Regions from separate parts of the Arachis hypogaea genome. Here region 1 is linked to region 2. Evidence: chromatin contacts called from public Hi-C data. All regions are on one chromosome and are shown on one strand. Each heading gives the region's core, a stretch centred on a gene start, on an enhancer-like site or on the middle of the called end of the contact. The rest is flanking DNA. Distances are from core to core; before and after follow the strand shown. Region 1 has its middle 23 kb from the start of LOC112716386. Region 2 has its middle 19 kb from the start of LOC112716381.

The links. A called contact is a pair of places that touch in the nucleus more often than the background predicts.
Region 1: a contact with region 2 is called in a Hi-C map of an unstated tissue, with 3 times the contacts expected there. The contact joins two enhancer-like sites. A contact is called at or near these places in 2 of 8 Hi-C or Micro-C datasets (leaf and an unstated tissue).

The regions. Positions count from the first base shown.
Region 1 is chr10:108,142,979-108,146,223 of arahy.Tifrunner.gnm2.J5K5, reverse strand. No RefSeq gene overlaps it. Among protein-coding and RNA genes, the nearest start is that of LOC112716386, 23 kb to the left of the region's middle. Within about 2 kb of position 1,558, at least 3 of the 3 cell types and tissues checked have open chromatin away from gene starts, as enhancers often do.
Region 2 is chr10:108,004,898-108,008,076 of arahy.Tifrunner.gnm2.J5K5, reverse strand. No RefSeq gene overlaps it. Among protein-coding and RNA genes, the nearest start is that of LOC112716381, 19 kb to the left of the region's middle. Within about 2 kb of position 1,601, at least 2 of the 3 cell types and tissues checked have open chromatin away from gene starts, as enhancers often do.

The DNA.
Region 1 (3,245 bases), core at 309-2,808, 140 kb before region 2:
TTAAGTCGTTATATATATATTTTTAATTTGAATTCGTATACTAGCTATTTTTAATTTTGTAATTAGATCATTTTTAATATAAATAATATTAAAATTAATAGAATATTTTTTCTACATATCGAAGGTATCTAAAATTAAGAATATAATTGGATATTTGATTATATATTTTGAAAAAAAAATATTCTGTTAATTTTAATATTTTTAACATAAAAAATACTTAATTAAAAAATTAAAAATAGTATAGAGACATAATTAAAAAAAAGTATAAAAATTTAATTATAAATTTAGCAACTACAGTAACAAACCAAATAATTATATATATATATATATATATATATATATATATATATATAAATTTACCCTTTGAAATAAGCTAAGGAGAAAGGAGTTTGGTATACTGGTAATTGAAGCTTTGAGGACAACAGAAAAACACGGAATCATGTCACAGGCTGCATCAAATTAAAGAGATAAAAGTGGGAAGTACACCTCACATACATTACATAGATATGAAAATGAAATGTTCCTAGTTTCTGTGAAATCTTCAATCAAACAAGTCATTATCTATGTTCCCCAACCAAAAAACAAAAAGAAATTACAAAAAAAATCATATCATATCTAACCCACATACATATCACCAAAAAATTATACGATTAGAAGTTTGAAAAAATTGTTTAATTATTTGATTAGTTTCTATAATTTTATCAATTTTTTAATTAGGTCTTTACGGTTTAAATTTTTATAATTGAATTCTTATATTGATAAAAGTTTTTCTTTAATATAAAATCTTAATTACAAACTATTATAATATAAAGACCAAACTAAAAATTTAATAAAACTATAAAATTAACAGAGTAATTAAATAAAAAAAGAGAAATAATAGCTTTTAGGCCTCTAGCTTATTGCATACATTAGATGTTTGATATGATAAGAATAAGTGCATGCATAAAGAGTCACACATAAGAGGAAAAAGAAGCTCAAGTTGATTTGTTATAATTTGTCATGTTGTAGAAAAAGAAGAAAACAACCTTGATGGTAATATGGCTATCCCTGCGTTTATGTGTCTGCTTCAACTTTTCTCAAAACTTTGATTCATCACTATCACCAAAGTTTACGGTGACCTTTTTATTTTCTGCCGCAGTTTTTCTATGATTATTCAAAATACTTAGTTAAATTGTTCTAATACATATATATACATACGAAGCAAATTAAATAATTTTATTTTTAATATAACATCGAGTATAATGAGTTTTTAACAACTTATACTTTAATAAATTGTTGATTTAAGAAGAATAGACTAAGGAATCGTTCATTTTTTTTTAGCCAAAAATTTTTTTCCCTCTGGAAAAAATTAAAATTTTCAGCCCCGCTCAGATCCTTTTTGTTTGCCTCCTATAAATGTATGATCCGTTTTTTTTTCTTTGGTGTTTGTTTCATACTTTCTATCTTAGTGATTAATAATTTTCATAAACAAAATTATTATGGAATGTAGGCCTTTGCATAAGAAAATAGATTGGGCTCATATAAAGTGAATAATCTAAGCCCATAAAGCTTTTGTTTTTCTAAATTATTACCAGGTGTGTTTTTCTATATATCTTGGGCTTTTTACACTTATCTTGGGCTTTAAATTGTTGTGTAAATAGTGTTTTTACACTTATCTTGGGCTTCAAATTGTTGGTCTTCGAAGAATTCTTTTGGACCCAGATAAAGGAAAAGACAGCCCTTTTCTGAAGAATTCAGCCCACCCCACCAGAAAAAATAAGCAAGAAAATTATGTTGGGAGAAAAAATAATGATACTGTGAAAGATTTTCAAACTTCTATTTGATTATTATAAATATTTTTATACTGTGAGTTATTATTATTGATGGACCCTCATCCGAATATTTTTTTCATGTAATCATTTTAATTTAATTGTTAATTACACTAGTATTGTGATTATTTATAATGTTCTAATTCGTGTAACAAAAATACTAGGTTAGCTATCAAATGAGTGATCATGTCTCTGTGTGTATGTATAATCCATGTCTTATTTCTCAAATTCTCAAGGTGTAATATAGATTTAAATATATATTTTATATAAAGGATAAAATATACTTTTTATTTTTAACGTTTGTAATTTTTTTAAAAAATATCTTTAATGTTTAAATTTATTCAATTTTGTCTTTAACGTTTTCGATTCATTTAATTTTATCTCTAATATTTTTAATTTGTGTCAAAATTATTTTTAAATATTTTTAATTTTGTCTTTAACATTTCACATGAAGTTAATGTCCAAAAATAATTTTGACACAAATTAAAAATATAGGAACAAAATTAAATGCAATTAAATGTTAGGAATATTTTAAAAAAAAAATTGTGAGACAAAAATTATAATTTATTCTTATACAAATAACTAATTTAATAGCTAATTTTTTATATACGGTTAACATGGTTGCTATGATATTAGGTAGTCATGTTAAATTTGAAAAAAAATAATAAATAACTATTTTGATACTCGAAAGATTATGACTTTAACAAAATGAATTTTAATTCTTGTTGTTAACAAAATAAACTTTTAAATATTAGTTCTGTTTGACAAAATAGACTAATCATTAATCGATTGCTATAAATATTTAGATTTTTTTTTGTCAATTAGAATTGATATTTAAGAGTTTATTTGATCAAAAATAAAAATTAAAGTCTATTAAATTGAAGACAAAGTTATTAAATTGTTAGTGTAAGATTTTAATCCAAAAGAGCTAACTATACCTTTTGATATATATCTAATATCTAAAAAAAAGTACAGGTAGATAATGATTTTTGTGGACAATATGAATAATAGATCTAATAAAGTAAAAATATATTACATTCTTAAATTATTCACTTAAATCTTAATATTAAAATAACCATCCATACACCTAGTGAATTAAACATCTGTTGTTTATATTGTTCAAAAAAATCATTATTAGTTACCTAACATTACCCAACAACTAATAATTCTTTTATAAAAAAAATTGGGAGACATGACCCTCTACGAGAAGCTCTGCCACTGCCCACTACATTATTAATATTAACAAATGGAACCTTTATATATATCCCTTTCTTAAAAATTATTATATATATATATATATATATATATATATATATATATCTCAAATAAGACTCACATATGCAGGTAGTGATATGAATAATTTCATTGAGGTGGGACTGATATTCTGATAATAAATCTCTACATTGATCACGTTCCATGGGACCATGTCAATGAGAA
Region 2 (3,179 bases), core at 352-2,851:
AGGGCCAGAAATTCATCTTGGAAAGCAAGCTAAAGATGGAGCGCTCGGATTGATGAAGATTGATGACCAAGGAAGGATTAGAGGTAATTGCATGTTGGGTTTTGCATGGGTTATCTCTTCTCTCTCTCTGGCTAAACCGGTTCTGTTTCTTGGAGAAGAAGAAGTTGGCTTGATTTTTGGTTTCAACTGTGGAGGCTTCCCCCTTCTATAAAAAGGGAGAACAACCACGACTTGAAGCAAGGAGAAAGTGTGAGAGTGCAAGGCACAGAGTTCTTAGAGTTCCTTTGTACATCTGTATTGTGTATCATGATTCTGTGGGAATCCCCTTGTAAGTTGGGTTAGCACTTATAGTCTGTAATCAAGAAGATTATAGTGAAATCTCATCATTGTTGTGATAGAAACTGGATGTAGGCTGCACTGCACTTAGCAGCTGAACTAGGATATATCTGGGTGTAATTTTCTCTCTTCTCTACTCCATTTCTGTTTCTACTGCATAGGAGCTAAAACTGAAAAATATCTCGTGCCAAATGATGAGACAAAAAATAAAAGTCTCGTGGCTAGAGATGAGACAAAAATAAAAAAGTCTCCTGAAGTCATTTCAAAGACCAGCAAGTGTTACTGAGCAAAAAAGGGGGCTAAGATTCAACTTCCCCTTCTCTTAGCCACTGAAACCATCACCGCCAACTAAAATGGATTCAAAATGCTAGCCCGCCTCGCTTTATGGCGGATTGGCAGGCTGGCGGGTTATCCCGCTTGACTCTTTTTTTAAGAAAAATCATTAAAATTAATAAAAATTAATAATTAAAAAATTAAATACAAATAAAAACTAGTCAAATTATAATATAATTTTTTATTATCCTTTTTATAATTTTTAACTTCAATAAAATTGTTCAAAATAATATTTGTCAATAGAACTATTTTTATTTTAAAAAATAAGTCACATAATTTGAACATATATACAAAATTGTAAAATAAAATAAATAAAGTTAATAATTAAAAGAAGAATAAAAACAAAAAATAAAAAATATTTAAAAATTATATAATTATTAATTTTATAGCAATAATTACTCTTTTATTTAATAAAAAAATAAAATAAAATAAAAGCCTTTAGCTCGGCAGGCCCCGCCAAAATCCGCAAATTTGGCGGTGTGGGTTTGACGGATTTTTTTTATTTGGCGGGTTCCAAATCCTAGCCGACCCACTTTTTTTAGCGAGTTCGGCGGGTTGGCCCGAAGGGTTTGACCCGTTTTGCCACTCCTACGCATCAGCTCGAGATCACCCCCTACGAGAACACGGGCAAGACGAATGTACTAGTCGTGAACCTCATGACTTACGCATTGGGGACACTGTTTTGGCCCAGCCCAACAGTTGAAGGTCCACCAAGCGGACCTGCTACTCATTCGTACGGCATGACGCCCTACACGTGCTCCGATTTTTTCAACAGATCTTGCTATCTGGCGGAAGCTTCTAAATGGTTGGGCCTTGGCATGAGGAGGGCCCACCCGAGAAGATATGAATAAAGGAAAGGGGCCTATCCCTCTCCCAAGATACGTCACTACAATCCTAATTAGCCGCCTCATCGTACGGACTCTTACTTTGCCATCGGAGTGTTCTTGCAAGTGGTCCCACCCACCGACCAACTGATGACATACCGGCTCGATTCTTCACTTCAGCTCCCGCATTCATTTCTTGATCCTCACTTCCAACGCTTTCTCAATCGGTTCAACGAACTACCGAACAATTATTTTTAGTTATTATTTAGTTTTTAATCTAATTATTTTAGTTTAGTTTTTTTAGTCTAATAATTCAACAACATACTTTATCTTATATTTTAAACATTGATAATTAATTGATAACAAAAAATAATAAATTTTAACAATTCTCTAATATTTCTTCTCAAAATATTAACATGAATCAAATTGGTTTTTAATATAAAAAAATCGACATATAATTAATAACTAATAATGTGTGTGGAAAGTGGAAACATGTCACATATTACATTTTTAAAGTGCCACATGAAACTTAACGATAAAATTTAAAAAAAAAAAATGAAGAAGCTAACTTAACTTTTGTCAATAAATTTTCAAGAACCAAATTCAACATGAACCCTATATTATCCAAAATGAAAATTGTGTGACTGAAATATATTTGATGGATTTCTTTGATTGGAATTGGGCCACTTGCCCACTTCATAATATGGCATCAACTGTATGTGGAGATGCACGTGCCATGGGTTCTTTCCAGAATTCCAGTGTTCTCACATCTCCATGTATAGGTATTGTGTGGAGTTTTGTGGAAATGGATTTTTTCTATATTTTTTTTATTGGAAAGAATAAAGTGTGATCTCTCACATTTAATTCTATAAGTGGAACTAGAAATTAATAAGAGAGAATAATGAATGATGAGATCAAACATTGGACACTATCTAATTTTTTTCTACTAAAAAAGATCAACTCCCGAGTTTTGTTAAATTATTGAATCTTGCCAAATTGCCAATACCTCTTCAATAAGGCAAATGTTAATTTATTATTTTTGACTAATAGTTAGTCAATAATATTTACACGTTTGAACTAAGAATATATAATTAAATTATTAGATTAAAAAAATTAGATTAATAAATAAAAATGCTGATAAAAAATAATAAATTTTAATTTTTTTTCTTTCAATTATGGCTGCTTCTCTTCAAGGGAGCTACTTTTATTTCCTTTCGTCATTTCTATACCATTTCCCCCTCGGAAGCTTCATCATAGCTGCAGTAGTAGTTCATTTAAATTAGGTTTTTTAAAATTTGACTGATCATTGATTAACTAACTTCATTGATTCCCTCGCAACCAATTTTTTCTAAACCAAGATGGTTTGATAACCAATTTTCAATTAATTCGATTTGAATCGACCACTTCAGCTCAATTCTTAATACATTATCTTAATATGTTTTTAAAGAAAAAGAGAAATTTAAAACATAGACTAATATATATTCTAGTATAATGCCCGTGTCTCTCTCCTTTTTCTTGGACAGGTTTTTTTTTTGTTGGACAAGGCCGTGTCTCTATTTTTATGTATAAAGATATGTAGTTGTTATCCTTAAAAAGTTATTAGAAATTATGAAATAGGTTGGCTTTATATAATATTAAGAAAGTCCAATGTTTGCGGGCTTAGTATTGGGCTACTAATTTTAAAAT